Regions from separate parts of the Mus musculus genome. Here all the other regions are linked to region 3. The links are chromatin contacts, called in public promoter capture Hi-C and targeted proximity ligation maps. All regions are on one chromosome and are shown on one strand. The core of a region is the stretch at or near the end of the contact, and the rest is flanking DNA. Distances in the headings are between cores, read along the strand shown.

Evidence for each region. Promoter capture Hi-C pulls out the DNA fragments that hold promoters and counts their contacts.
Region 1: a contact with region 3 is called in a promoter capture Hi-C map of liver, with 3 times the contacts expected there. A contact is called at or near these places in 3 of 39 promoter capture datasets (cranial neural crest, liver and stem cell-derived epiblast-like cells), 1 of 130 datasets of targeted methods (pancreatic cancer cells) and 1 of 9 other capture datasets (adipose tissue).
Region 2: a contact with region 3 is called in a targeted proximity ligation map of microglia, with 4 times the contacts expected there. A contact is called at or near these places in 1 of 130 datasets of targeted methods (microglia) and 2 of 9 other capture datasets (adipose tissue and macrophages).

The regions. Positions count from the first base shown.
Region 1 is chr19:10,552,650-10,557,317 of GRCm38.p6, forward strand. It overlaps Tmem216 (transmembrane protein 216), which reads right to left and starts at 3,114. Exons shown (of 5, transcript NM_001277860.1): 1 at 3,064-3,114; 2 at 2,414-2,515; 3 at 1,880-1,972. The coding sequence starts at 3,076.
Region 2 is chr19:10,585,354-10,590,137 of GRCm38.p6, forward strand. It overlaps Cyb561a3 (cytochrome b561 family, member A3), which reads left to right. Exons shown (of 8, transcript NM_201351.2): 5 at 1-37; 6 at 1,338-1,492; 7 at 2,469-2,625; 8 at 3,172-4,688. The coding sequence ends at 3,195. Among named protein-coding and RNA genes, the nearest start is that of Tmem138, 10 kb to the left of the region's middle.
Region 3 is chr19:9,909,676-9,914,204 of GRCm38.p6, forward strand. No RefSeq gene overlaps it. Among named protein-coding and RNA genes, the nearest start is that of Gm50340, 12 kb to the left of the region's middle.

The DNA.
Region 1 (4,668 bases), core at 1,864-4,363, 640 kb after region 3:
GCTCTGCTTCCATTCTGACTCTACCCAGGGAGCAGTGGGATTCTGTATCAAGAAAAAAATTGGAGAGCCAGAGACAGGTAGGTCTCTTGATTTTGAGGCCAGCCTGGTCTACATTGAGAGTTCCAGGACAGTCAAGGCTACATAAAGAGACCCTGTCTCAAAAAAGAAAAAGACAAAAAAAGTAACAGAGCCAGTCATGGAACACACACCTAGAATCCCAGCACGCATAAGGTCAGAATTGAGAGTTCAAGATCATCCTGTTCTCCTTGCTTCAAAAAACCAAAACCAAATTGTGTATGTGTGTGTGTCTGTGTGTATACATATATCCATGTGTATACACATAGTAATTTATATGTGTATATGTAAAATATGTATAGCTATAATATGCATGTGTGTATGCAAATGTGTATATACATTAAAACTTCAATTAATATGTACAATAATTTAAGTGCATTAAAAATATCTGTTCTTAGACGGGCGTGGTGTCACACGTCTTTAATCCCAGCACTTGGGAGGCAGAGGCAGGCGGATTTCTGAGTTCGAGGCCATCCTGGTGTACAGAGTGAGTTCCAGGACAGCCAGGGCAACACAGAGAAACCCTGTCTCGAAAAAACAAAAAAACAAAAACAAAATATCTGTTCTTTAGGGCTACAGAGATGGATCATGGGTGGTTAAGAGCACTTGCTGACCTTCCTGAGGGCCCAGGTTCACCCACATGGCAGCTTAACAGTCTGTAACTGTAGTTCCAGAAGATCTGATGCCCTTTTCTTCTTCTTTTTAACTTTTAATTCTCACTTGGGTGTTTGTGTGTGCCTACAAAGGCCAGAAGACAACATTGGATCCCCGAAGCTGGAGTTTCAGGCAGTTGTGAGTTACCTGATGTGGATGCTCGGAACTAAACTGGGGTCCTCTTGCAAAAGCAGGAGGTTTAAAAGTCCTTTTAGACCTCTGAGCCATCTCTAGCCTAAGACCTTCTTCTGACCTCTGTGGGCACCAGACATACATGTAGTATACAGGCATACATACAGGCAAAATATCCATCGGCATAAAATAATGACTTTTAATTAAAAAATATGTATATCACAAGCCAAATATGGATACTGTACTGTATAAATCTTTCTGACTAATGCCAATATATAAAAAAAAATTTTTTTACCTTATTTTTCTTGCTTTTCTTTACTAGGTTTGAGCACATTGGCAAGTGTTGTTATTGTTTTGGTGTTTTGTTTTATTTTTTTAGCTAGGATCTATTTAAGATCTATTTAACTACGCATCCCTGTCTGCACTGGAATTCATTATGTCTAATTGAATGCATAGCCATCCCCTTGTCTCTGCCAGAGGGTACTGGGATTAAAGGCATGTGCCACCATGCTCACCTTAGCAAGGTTTTTGGTCCTCTATAATGACTTTTGTGAATTGACTGTTAGTATCCCTTACCATTCTCTCCCTTAGGTTTGTATTTTCGCACTAGGATGATATATTCTAAGTAATCAGCAGTTTTGCTCTGTTCTCTGGTGTCTAGGAACTTCTAGAGAAATCCTTGTTTAGAGAAGCGGAGGGGATCTTGAGCTCTTTAGGAATGTACTGCTTTCCTCTCTCAGAGCAAGGAGAAGACGCAGGCACTCTTGTGGCACTCAGGCAGCTGGGAGGACTGGTCTAAGATCAGTGCTACTGCCCGCTTCTAGCCTCACTCACAAACACACAGGTAAACCTTGACCTAGAATATGAAGCGGCAGCTTGAAGCCTCAGGGAAGAAGCAATGGTATATACATTACCAGATCCACTCTGATAGTGAGCCTAGGTTCTTTGTCTTGTTAATCAAGTTACAGGCTCCAGCATGTCTCATAAGCAATGGAAATATTTTCTGAACAACACTCACCGAAAAACAATCGTATGACTTCAATGCCAAGATAGAGCAGCAGCATCACCACATCCAGGACTAAGTTGGCTGTTGGGTACGGCAACAGGAGCCCTACAGGAGGGAAAGCCAGAGTATGCACACACCACCTAGCTAACGGTCAGCCCCACGGCCCCACAAGGATGGACGGCCACAAACCCGGGACAAGGATACCAACCAGTCTTAACATCTCACAAATCAGCAAGGTATAGATTGTTACAGCTACAGGCTTTAAGTTTCCAAGTCCTGACTCTGCCAAATGACTGAATTATAATGGTACACAGATCTGAATATTTTAGTAAAGAGAGATGGGGAAAGAGTTGGGATGGAGAAACCCACATTTCTCAAACTCAAGTCTTGCTGAAAGACATCCTATTTGATCATTCTAAAGCCATTAGTTGGAGAGACTTCTGCCTTGCAATGGAGATGCCGCTAGGACCAGAAGATAGAAGGTTCTTGGAGTATGCTAAAGTGGAAAAGGGTTGCTGGGGCAGAGGCAGATAGGCCCAGGCTTACCTTTGTACAGGAAAATAAGGAGCTCCAGCAGGAAATAGGTAGCATAGTACCACCCATTCAGAAAGAACAGGACTTCCAGGGGGGTTGAGGACAATCTTTTATCTGAAAGAAAGCAAAACAAAGAATGGGCAGGGCAGCTAGAGCTCTACTCTGTTCTGTGTGAAGGTTCTTTGTAATCCGGAGAAATCACAAGATTATTGTGAATGAGGGAGAAACTTCTGATTGCTAATGACGTGAGTGTTGGTGTGGCAGGAACTGCCTTCAATCTCCTTTCTCAGGAATCACTTTGACATCTACTTCTCTGACAATTCAGCTATAATCACAGCTGAGAGGCACCTCAAATATTCAACCCTGTCACTTCTGAGGGGGAAATTGAGGCACAGAAACTAATTCTGTCCAAGGCGGGAGGATTCATAACTGAGCCATCCCAGAATAGGGCCAGCCGGGGATTTTTAAGAGTACGGTATTCGAGTACCCATGCAGGCACTCGGGGTGATCAGAACAACCCAAGCCCGATTTAGACAAGTGAAGAGTAAGACCCCGACTTTTAGAAATGGAGGATTAGGTCGAGCTCTGGAGACAGAGAGGTGGAGGGGGCTGGCAGGTACCCGTGGGATAAGGGGCAGAGACACACACCTCCAGAGTCTCACCTCGCGGCGCCATGTTCAGTCCCCATGGAAACTGCGTACACTGCAGCGCCCGGAGCAATGCGGCGCTGCCGGAAGCGCGGCACCGAGCCGCCCGGTCTTCTGGCCGCTCTGCCTGCCGGTGCTACTCTATGGTTACCCCACCGGCCGCGCCCATGCACAGAACAGCGCCAGCCGTCAACCACCTACAGTGGTCTAGGGGGAGGATGGGGTTTTAAACGACGGCAGAGAGACCAGAACACTTCTCCAGCTGAACTCTCTCCATCCCCGGCGTCATGGCGTAGGTCGTTAGTGGCCCGGTGTGGCCGAGTAGTTGGAGGATCGGCCCTGCGCCCACCATTCTCTTTTCTACTGCATGTGTTTTTTTTAAAAACACCCCATGCCACTGTCGTGCAAAAGGCTTACCTGGAGCCTATGTAAACACCAAAACCGTTGAAGATAGAATGTCCTTTCTAGGAGTACAAGGGAAAACAGCGGTGCTATAATGAGATTCTCCTGCGACCCAAAGAGTGCAAGGGTGTTGAAAGGAGACAGCGTCTGGCCAGTTGGAAATTGAGAAATGTTTCCAACAAGCTTGCGCTATGAACGAACCCTGGCCGCAATTTGAAGCAAGAGCGTGTTGTTGCAGGCAGGGGGTGAAAGAGTAAGATTTCTGAAAAGACTCCAGCTGTCAGCCCTTAGAGTATGGCAGTCAGTCAACAAATAACGGGAGAGAGTAAGTAACCTGTAATGAAAGTGCTATTTCCCTACCTAGTAGGAGTGTGGATAAAGGCAGTAATTGTTGCTTCTCAAAGCAGGTCCTCACTCCGGGAGAATAATTTAAGTAGAAGCCTCCCTCCATCACTCCCCACCTCCACCTCTGCTCTCCTTCCTCCTTCACTTCTGCTTGTGCCTTCCACTGCCTTATTCAGGTCTGGTTTAGTTTGGCTAGACAGGTCTCCTATGTAGGCTAGGCAGGCCTCAAATTCTCCTGCCTCTGCTTCCCGTCCAGTACAGGGGTTTCAAGTGGGTGTCACAATGTTCTGGCAGGTCTTAAATGGAATTCTAAGTTCCCACTAAAGGACCACGGCAAGGTGAGGTGATGGAGAAAGCCCTGGTCCCTGCACCCCATCTGAACTACCTTCATACACACCCCTGCTCTGAGTCTCAGAGGAAAGGAGGGTGGACCAGTTGCTTGTTTTTGTAAATTATGGGTCTTAAATCACTCTGCCTAAACATTTTGATATTGTATACACATATAGTTCTCATGCTACAGTGAAAAGTTTACCCATTGTCAACAGAGATGATATAATCTATAGCCTTAATATCACCTGGTTGGTTAAGAAAATGATGCTGTTTCATGTCAGGATGCCACAACAGCATAGGTACCAAAAGTGGACACAGACTAAGTCAGTAACCTGCAGGAACCTTAGAATATGCAGCTGGGTCTCCTGCCCTCTGGGGTCTAACCCAAAGCTTGGGGCTGCTAAGCAAACACTCCCCACTGGGCTTTATCTATAGCCGTGCTCTTACACACTTTTCTTTAGTAAGCCACAAATAAAACTCAGCCCCAGGCTGGAGAGACGGCTCAGTGGTTAAGAGCACTGACTGCTCTTCCTGAGGTCCTGA
Region 2 (4,784 bases), core at 783-3,282, 680 kb after region 3:
GCTGGGTATCACCACTGTAGTCCTCTTCGCCTGCCAGGTAGGTGTCCTCTGTCTCTTCCTTCTGAGTCCCTGGGGGTCTGTGCACTTTGGGCATGGCTTCTCTAGCTTTAGCTCCCAGTATTCTCTCTGCCCCTTGCCTGGAGTGGGTCTTGTAACCTGTAGACTCAGCTCTCCTGTGAGAGTTGGAGTCTGACTTTTATCTTGTTTCCTTTTTTTTAAAGATTTATTTATTATTATATCTAAGTACACTATAGCTGTCTTCATATGTACCAGAAGAGGGTGTCAGATCTCATTACAGATGGTTGTGAGCCACCATGTGGTTGCTGGGATTTGAACTCAGGACCTTCGGAAGAGTAGTCGGTGCTCTTAACCGCTGAGCCATCTCTCCAGCCCTCTTGTTTCTTTTTTAAACATCTTTTTTTTTAAAAGATTTATTTATTATTATATGTAAGTACACTGTAGCTGTCTTTAGACACTCCAGAAAAGGGTGTCAGCTCTTGCTATGGATGGTTGTGATCCACCATATGGTTGGGATTTGAACTCATGACCTTTGGAAGAGCAGTTGGTGCTCTTACCCACTGAACCATCTCACCAGCCCCCATCTTTTTTTTTTTTTTTAAGATTTATTTATTTATTATATGTGAGTACACTGTAGTTGTCTTTAGACATTCCAGAAGAGGGCATCAGATTTCGTTACGGATGGTTGTAAGCTACCATGTAGTTGCTGGGATTTGAATTCAGGACCTTCGGAAGAGCAGTCAGTGCTCTTAACTGCTGAGCCATCTCACCAGCCCCTTTTATCTTGTTTCTTTTTTTGGTTTGTTTATTTTTGTTTTTCCAGACAGAGTTTCTCTGTGTAGCCCTGGCTGTCCTGGAACTCACTCTGTAGACCAGGCTGGTTTCTTATACCTGTCACACTGCTTGTCTGTCCCCCTGCCTTCGATTCTCACATGTCATCTGACTCCAATGCAGCCTCTTTTTTGCTTTTTCCACTCTTCCCTCTTTGAACCAAAAGCAGTTCTAAAAAGTAATTTCAGTATTCCAGTGCCAGTCCTGTACTTGAATTGTTTATGGGCTAGGACTGGTCGGAAACCAAGGCTAACAAGGATGGATAAGTTTTCTGAGTGTTTGCTACAAGCTCTTCGCCCACTTATTGCTTGTGTAATAGAAATAGGCAGAGCACAGTAATGTGTGGTGTGTGGTCAGGGCTGTGTGTGGTGGGAATATTTGAGTTGAAAGAGAGGGGCACTCGGACAGTGAGCAGCAGGAGGCCCTGTAGGTGAAGGCGCACAGTTGTCCCCCTGTAGCCCCACAGACTTCTCCCCTTGTGTTCACAGTGGTTCCTGGGCTTTGCTGTCTTCCTCCTGCCCTGGGCATCCCAGTGGCTGCGAAGCCTCCTGAAACCTCTGCATGTATTCTTTGGAGCCTGCATCCTTTCCCTGTCCATCACATCTGTTATTTCCGGCATCAATGAGAAGCTTTTCTTTGTTTTGTAAGTTTCAAGGGACCTCTAACACTAAGGGATATGGGAGGGAGTAGTGGCTTCAGGAGATACATCCTATAATCGCAGGACAGCCAATGGGGGGCTTGAGTCCAGTTCTTGATCTGGAAGGTGGCAGAATTAACTGGTCTTTAGGTTAAAATTCATAAACTGGCAATGCTTACTAAACACCAAGTGATACAGTACCTTTGCTTTGTCAGAAACTGCTCAAAGCACCTCACCTTTAATCCTCTTAAGCACTCTACAACATCTGGTGCTGTTAGCATGAGAGAATGTAATAAGCTAGGCATAGTGGCTGCCTTTTTTTTTTTTTTTTTTTTTTTTTTTTTTTTTTTGAGACAGGGTTTCTCTGTGTAGCCCTGGCTGTCCTGGAACTCACTTTGTAGACTAGGCTGGCCTCGAACTCAGAAATCCGCCTGCCTCTGCCTCTGCCTCCCAAGTGCTGGGATTAAAGGCGTGTGCCACCACCGCCCGGCTGCCTGCCTTTAATCCTAACAGTCTGGGCAGACAGGTCTCTGAGGTCAAGGCCAGCTTCCTGTACATAGTGAGTTCCAAGCCTGGCAGGGCTATACACTGAAACTTTGTCAAAAATACTGAGGTACAGAGTAACTTACGCAAGAGCCAGTAAATGGCAGAAGTGGAAACGGAGTTAGGCTTCTGCCTCCAGAGCCTGTATGTCTCACCACTGTGTCCTCGGTTTGAGGCAGTTTGGTAGAGTGAATAGCAAATAAGACTGGGAATCAGCCCTGGGCTTGGAGCTTGGCTGTCCTCTGTAAGGACGGGCAGGCTCATTTCACTAGGAGCCTCATTTTTCCCATGGGTAAAACATTACACAGTTCTTGCCTGTTGTTATGATAGTGACTTGGTATGTTAATTCCAGGTTGTAGGAATCTAGTCTCTTGCTAGGCAAAAAAAAAAAAAAGGAAAAAAAATCTTCCAAATACCCATATTATTTTATTATTTCCAGGAAAAATGCCACCAAGCCCTACTCCAGCCTGCCTGGTGAGGCTGTCTTTGCCAACAGCACAGGGCTCTTGGTGGTGGCTTTTGGCTTGCTGGTTCTCTATGTTCTTCTGGCTTCATCATGGAAGCGTCCAGATCCAGGAGCTCTGACTGATAGACAGGTATGGCTGCTGTCTCCCATTCTAGGTGGGGTAAGGCCAGGTGTAGAGAAGGACTCAAGAAGGACTTGCACCTTGCTAAGAAGATTGACCCTATAGCCAGGTGGGAAGCCAAGCAGCTTGAAGGTGCAGATTGAGTGGTCGATGGGGACTCTGGTGTCAGAGCAGCCAAACCCGGGAGTAACTTCCCAAGGTCCCCTCCCCTACAAGAGTCCTTGGCTCTGTGAGATGACATTTGGAAGGACTTGAGCCTGGCGAGGCTCTGCCAGTTCTGTGGCAAGAATAGTGGGACAAGAGCTTAGTAATACATCAAGTGCTTAAAGCAGGTCTTGCCTGTTCTTGGTAACTGAGGCATCTGGCAGATGTGGGAAGATATGCTATGGACCAGTCTCAGGAACCTTGGGGCTTCCCTGAAAGATCTGGTGGCTTGGCTGGGTTCACCCTGCAGGTTGAGGGTCTGTCTGAGCAGCTCGGGCCTGGTGTGCCTCCTGAAGCTCAGGTTCTTTCGAGGTCATGTCTTTAACCCCTGTGCATCTTCCTTCTTTCCAGCCCCTGTTGCATGACAGGGAATGAAGCGGGCAGGGGCTCCTGGGAACGGTCAGCGATGCGGTCTCTGCTCCCTCAGAAGTTCTGCTGTACTGGGGCTCCTGGCTGGTTTCAGCAACAGACTTCTCTTGGGCCAGAGACCCAACCTTGCTACTCCAGTTGCAGGCTCTCGCTGTCCAGCCACTAGCTGTTCCTCTGCTTTTCTTGTGGCTTTGGCTTATTGCCGTTTTTTTCTGGTCCTCCATTGGCACAAAGACCTTCTTGCCTTGGTCACACATGTCTCTTCTGCTGGTCTGCAGATTTTGGGCTGCTTTCCTTACCACTCCTAGGGATGTGGGAGAAGCCAAAGCTGGGGTTCAAATGCAGTCTACACGTGTAAAATACAAAGTCTGCTCTCTGTGGGAGCATTTGTCTTAGTTAGGTATGCTTCCCCCTCTGCTCTGTCCTGGATGTGTATTTGGGTGGGCAGTTGCATTGAGGGGTCATTCATGGGACAGTGGCAGCCGGAGAAGCCTCTGCTGTAAAGTCAGGTGCCCAGTACTCTGCTCTTTTCACTTTGATGTGCTGTATTGTGTGGATTGTGACCTTGTGATTCCCCCTCTTCTAGCTGCTGCTCCAGCTGCTTCCTGGATCCCGCCCTTTCCCTGTGACTTACATGCCTGTTCCCCTCAGGTAGCATGACGAGCCGTTAAACAGTTCTCCCAAGAACACATGTCCTGTCCCTAGAGTCCCTCCCAGTGATGAGTCTGAGGTTTCTTTGGCCTTCCTTTCTGTCCCTTTGTGGGTATGGGCTTTCCTGCCTCCTCTAGTTATGCTCTCCCCTGACAGGGCCCCAGCCCACTATGAAATTGAAACCAGCATTATGAAGCAATTTGCTGGGAGCCATTCACTGCTGCTGCCTTCAGAGATGTTCCTTATTGAGTAGTGGGTGCTTCTGTTCCCCAAAAGGTCACTCAGCTACCCTCTATGCTATACCAGAATGTGAGCTTTGCTCTTCTGAATAGAAACTGGGTAGAGAGGGAGGAGTCTTGCCCCACTCCTTTGTGTTAGCCCTGCCAGGTCCCTCAACAGGCAGGCAGGCAGGCAAGCAGGCAGACAGGCAGGCAGAGTTGGGTTCCTGAACTCTCTGCAGACAGTGGCCAGGCTGCCAGACGTTGGGAGGAGGGCTGGCATGGATTTGCTGACTAAATGGAAGCCTGAACACATAGCGATGACTCTTGGCACCCACATGAACATCTTCCTGGTTCACTCATGAGTGGGTATTTTACTTCATGAATCTTATTTTTATTAAATATGTTTTTAAACATCAGAGGTCTCTTTTGTTCAGACTGTTTTTTAAAAATAATTTTAGGGGCTGGAGAGATGGCTCAGTAATGAAGAGCACTGGCTGTTCTTCCAGAGGTCCTGAGTTCAATTCCCAGCAACCACATGGTGGCTCACAACCATCTGTAATGGGATCTGATGCCCTCTTCTACGTCCATACTTTAAATAAATAAATCTTTTAAAAAATAATTTTAAACAAAACACTTATTTCTCATACTTTTAGAGGCTAGATGTCAAAGATCAAGGAAACAACATGTGTGTCTGGTAAGGGCCATTTCCCCTACCGTCATTTT
Region 3 (4,529 bases), core at 461-2,960:
CCACTAGAGAGCTGGGGATGAGTCTGGGGGAAAGGGTGAAGATCTTCAGTTATCCTACCTGCTTCCCTGGAGAGAATAAGCTTTTCTTCTTTTTTTTTTTTTTTTTTTTTTTTTTTTGAAGAGTCTCTATAGCCTAGGCTGCTCTGGTACTAGACATCTTTATGTTGCACCTTTCCGGGCTCTGTAATGAAATGTGTCCAACCCCACAACCAACAAATAAGCTTTAAATTTTAGTTTGTTAATGGGACAGTATGAAGCCTTTAGAAAATGAAATTCTACCATTCTACAGCACTGACAAACCTTGAGGACATTTTGCTACTATAACTAAGTCACGAACAGATAAATATCTGTAGTATTCTTATGTAAGGTCTCATAAGTAGCTTATTTAAAAAGTAGACCAATAGCCGGGTGTGGTGGCGCACGCCTTTAATCCCAGCACTTGGGAGGCAGAGGCAGGTGGATTTCTGAGTTCGAGGCCAGTCTGGTCTACAGAGTGAGTGCCAGGACAGCCAGGTCTACACAGAGAAACCCTGTCTCTGAAAGATCCTGACAAAATATAAAATATAAAAGGTCACAGAAGCCCTGAAATTGGCAAAATAGATTTCATTGTTAGCAGAACTAGCTTCACTGATTTAGATAAATAGAGGTGCACAATGCTCTGGCCGCTCCTTGAACCCGTGTGTCTGCCAATGTTCTGGCCTGTTCCTTGAACCCAGGTGTGTGTCCACTGCTGCACCTCACTGCCAAGTGTTTGTGATATTGGTTGCTAAGATAGAGTCAGAAAATCTCCCCAGCAACCACAGCCGGGCCAATCCAGAGTTGCTACACCTGCACCAGACTCTTTCCTTGTACCCCTCCCATACCCATTTCCTGAGAATAGACATTGTTTAGATCCCTTCTCCTTTCCCCCCTGAGGGCCTATAAAAACTGGGACTTCTTTCCCCTCGAGGTCGACTCCTCTACCCCTGCGTGGGATATGAGTCGTCCCCAGAGCTCTGGTTTTCCCCAAATAAAGCCTCATGTGGTTTGCATCAAGCTTGGTCTCTCGTGAGTTCTTGGGGGTACACTATTGTCCTGAGGCCCGAGCAAGGGGCTCCTTTCAGAGTCTTTCATTTCAGAAAAAAAAAAAAAAAAGTAGACCAATGACTGTCCAGGCCTTGGGCTCTGTTCTTTGTTGTAACCTTACAGAATAAACTCTCACGTATTCATTCATCTTCTCTCTCTCTCTCTCTCTCTCTCTCTCTCTCTCTCTCTCTCTCTCTCTCTCTGTCCCTCCTGCTCTCTTAAAGTAGCTTCCCTTTCCTCTCTCTTCTCATGAGAGCTGGACATATCCTATTCTGTCAAATCTTTTTCTGATTTGTCTGCCACTCAATTAGACATCACTTTCAAACATGGTATGTCTTTCTTCAAAGTAACTTTACTTTCATTGTCTGGGAAGAAGAAGCTCTCAGGAAATAAATTAGATCAGAAAAATAGGTAATAGTCTTCCATTTCCTCCCCTGGGACATGTGCAGGATCTATTTGGTCAGATAAGGAAACTTCTGAAAAGTCCCTCCTTAATATGAAGGCCTTTAACCCTGGCGCTCTCATTTTGAAATATTCACTATGGACAAAAAAAAAGAGTGGGGGGTGACACTTCCTGAACTCTGCACTTTCTTCCCCTGCCACAGAAGGACAGTGCAGAAGTCTACAGCCAGGTTGAAATATGTGCTGTGCTGTTTACAGAAGGGCAGTATGAGGTAATGGCTTGCACACTGCTGTGTGGCTGCGGTGGTAGGGGTGGGATCAGTGTCTCCACCTCAAAATGATAGACCTGGAGCAGACGGCAGATGGCTTCAGAAGAGTCTCCCAAGACAAATTCAGCTCCACGGAAATCAAATTTTAATTTCCGGGTTGAGAGACGAGCCCCATGCTCTGTGTCCACTAGGGGGCAGTAACTTTCTGTTTTCAGATCTGAAGCCCTTTAACTGACAAGACTTAACTCACTTCGGTGGGGAGGATTAAGGAGCCTCACTTGGCTTCCCTCCTTCACCAAGCTACTCTATAATTCAGCCTCCTAAGTCATAGTGGTCTGGAGCAGTAGGTCTCGACCTTTCTAGTGCCACCACCCTTTAACACAGATCCTCATGTCCTGGTGAACCAACCGTAAAGTTTGTCCAGACTTCATAACTGTAATTTTGCTACTGTTATGAATCATAATGTAAATATCTGATATGCAACCCTGAGAAAGGGTCTCTCGACCCTCCTAGAGATCATGACCCATAGATTGAAACCCATTGATCTGGAGTACTAAGGAGGAAAATAAGTGTCCTGTTGTTAGCAAGTGGGGCCTGAATGTTCCCAGACTTGTTTTTGGGATCCCCTCACTACCCTAATAATGTCAACTTGATAATGGTTGACCTGTCCCCCCTAAAGACTACACAGCTTCATAACTGAAACTGACGCTTTGTAACAGAGCAAGCAGCCAAGAGAGCTGGGTGGCTACTTTCTAGCGCATGAAAATTCAGTAATGTGCGCAGAAATGGCCGTTGTCAAAGTCAGTTTTCTTAGCAGTACAGTAAGAGGAAGCTCCTAAGAATCTGAGGGTCTGGTCTTGGTGGGTACAATCCAGAGCCATCTACTCCCTTGTGTGGGTACTAACATGCAGATGAGCTGGCAGCAACCCTGTAATATCAGAGCTAGATCATGCAAAACCCTAATCAGAATAAGAGTCCACTAAATTTCATGAAATCTGTTATCTCAATTGAATCTAAGCTAAGTTCCTTAAAATTCTGGTTTGGGGGCTGAAGAGACAGCTCAGCGGTTAAGAGCATTGGCTGCTCTTCCAGAGGTCCTGAGTTCAATTCTCAGCAACCACATGGTGGCTCACAACCGTCTGTAATGGGATCCAGTGCCCTCTTCTGGTGTGTCTGAAGAGAGTGACAGTGTACTCACATATATTAAATAAATAAACAAACAAGTAAAAAAATTTTTTTAATTCCAGTTTGGTGAACTTTGGATTTTTTTAGAGCAGGAAAATTTATTAAAATGTTGTATCTATATTTAGATTATTTTGGTTTATGTTTTGTTTTTAGACAGAGTCTCACTGTGTAGCTTTAAACTTCAGAACCTTCAGTCTTTACCTCCTGACTGTTAATGATTACAGGCATAAACCACTCGCTACATCCAGTTCCACATTTTGATTTTTAAAAAATGTGTATGGCTATTTTGCCTGCACGTATATCTGTGCACCACATGTATGCCTAGCTCCCAGAGAGACCAGGGGAGGGCATCACTTTCCCTAGAGCTGGAGTTACACACCATTATAAACCACTGCATGGTCCTGGGAATCCAACCCAGGGCCTCTGGAAGAGCAACCAGTAACCTTAACCTTTGAGTCATCTCTTCGGCTTCCCTCCTTCATCCCATTTGATAATTCTACAATGAGCTATGGACACATTTGTATGCAATGTGTAATGACCAGATCAGGAAAATCCACACTGCCACCATCCCAAGTAAGTGTGTGTGTGTGTGTGTGTGTGTGTGTGTGTGTGTGTGTAGTATTGTGTCTGTGTGTGAGTATATTGAATGTATGTGTATGCATGTCTGAGTGTATGAGTGTGCTCACATGTGTTTGTGTGTACATGAGTATTCCTGTGTCTGTGTGTGCAAGTGTATTGTCTATGTGTGTGCATGTCTGAGTGTATGTGTGAGTGTGTACTCATGTGTATATGTGAGTTTGAGTGTATGTGAGTATTCATATGTCTGTGTAAGTGCATGTGTGGGTATGTAAGTGTGTGTTTGTATGCATGTGTCTGAGTGTGTGTGTGTGTGTGTGTGTGTGTGTGTGTGTGTGTGTGTTGGGAATATTCAGACACCCTCTTGTAGATATTCTGAGCATCTGCAGTGACTTGCTATTAACTTTAGTCACCTGCCATTCTGTAGAGCACTGGCACTTCTCCCTAACTGGATTCTGATGTTTCTATGTGTTTTCTGAGTCCAGACCAATAAGACTACTAACTCCAGGACTCAAAAATAGTTATAGAGCTGAACATGGCGTAATCCCAACACTCTGAAAACAGAGGCAGGAGGATCAAAAGCTCAAAGTCATACTCAACTCCATAGCAAATCCAAGGCCGGTTTAGTATATATGAGGCCCTGTGTCAAAAATAAAGGAAAATGAAGCAAAATAAAAATAAATGTCAATTATAGAACCCGGTAGGGCATAGAACCAAGAATGTCACAGTGCCCTGATCTGGCAATGCTATCTGATGCAATGTACAAGACGGAAGTCACATTTGAGGGTAGACAGCTGAATGTCAGTGGAGAACAGAAAGCAGTGCTGTGTGACTTCCCTCACCCAGATTCTCTGAGAACCAGTGTTCTTACCACTCGACATGAAGCATGTTTCCAAAGACAGGACGGGGACTAGAATTCTTCTCCCAAAAGAGTTGTCACTGCAGAGAGCAATGTCACTTGCTTAGTAGAGCAGCTGATAATGCACATCACAGTGTCCAGCAGGTGTCCCTTGGTTTGACCCATGGACAGAC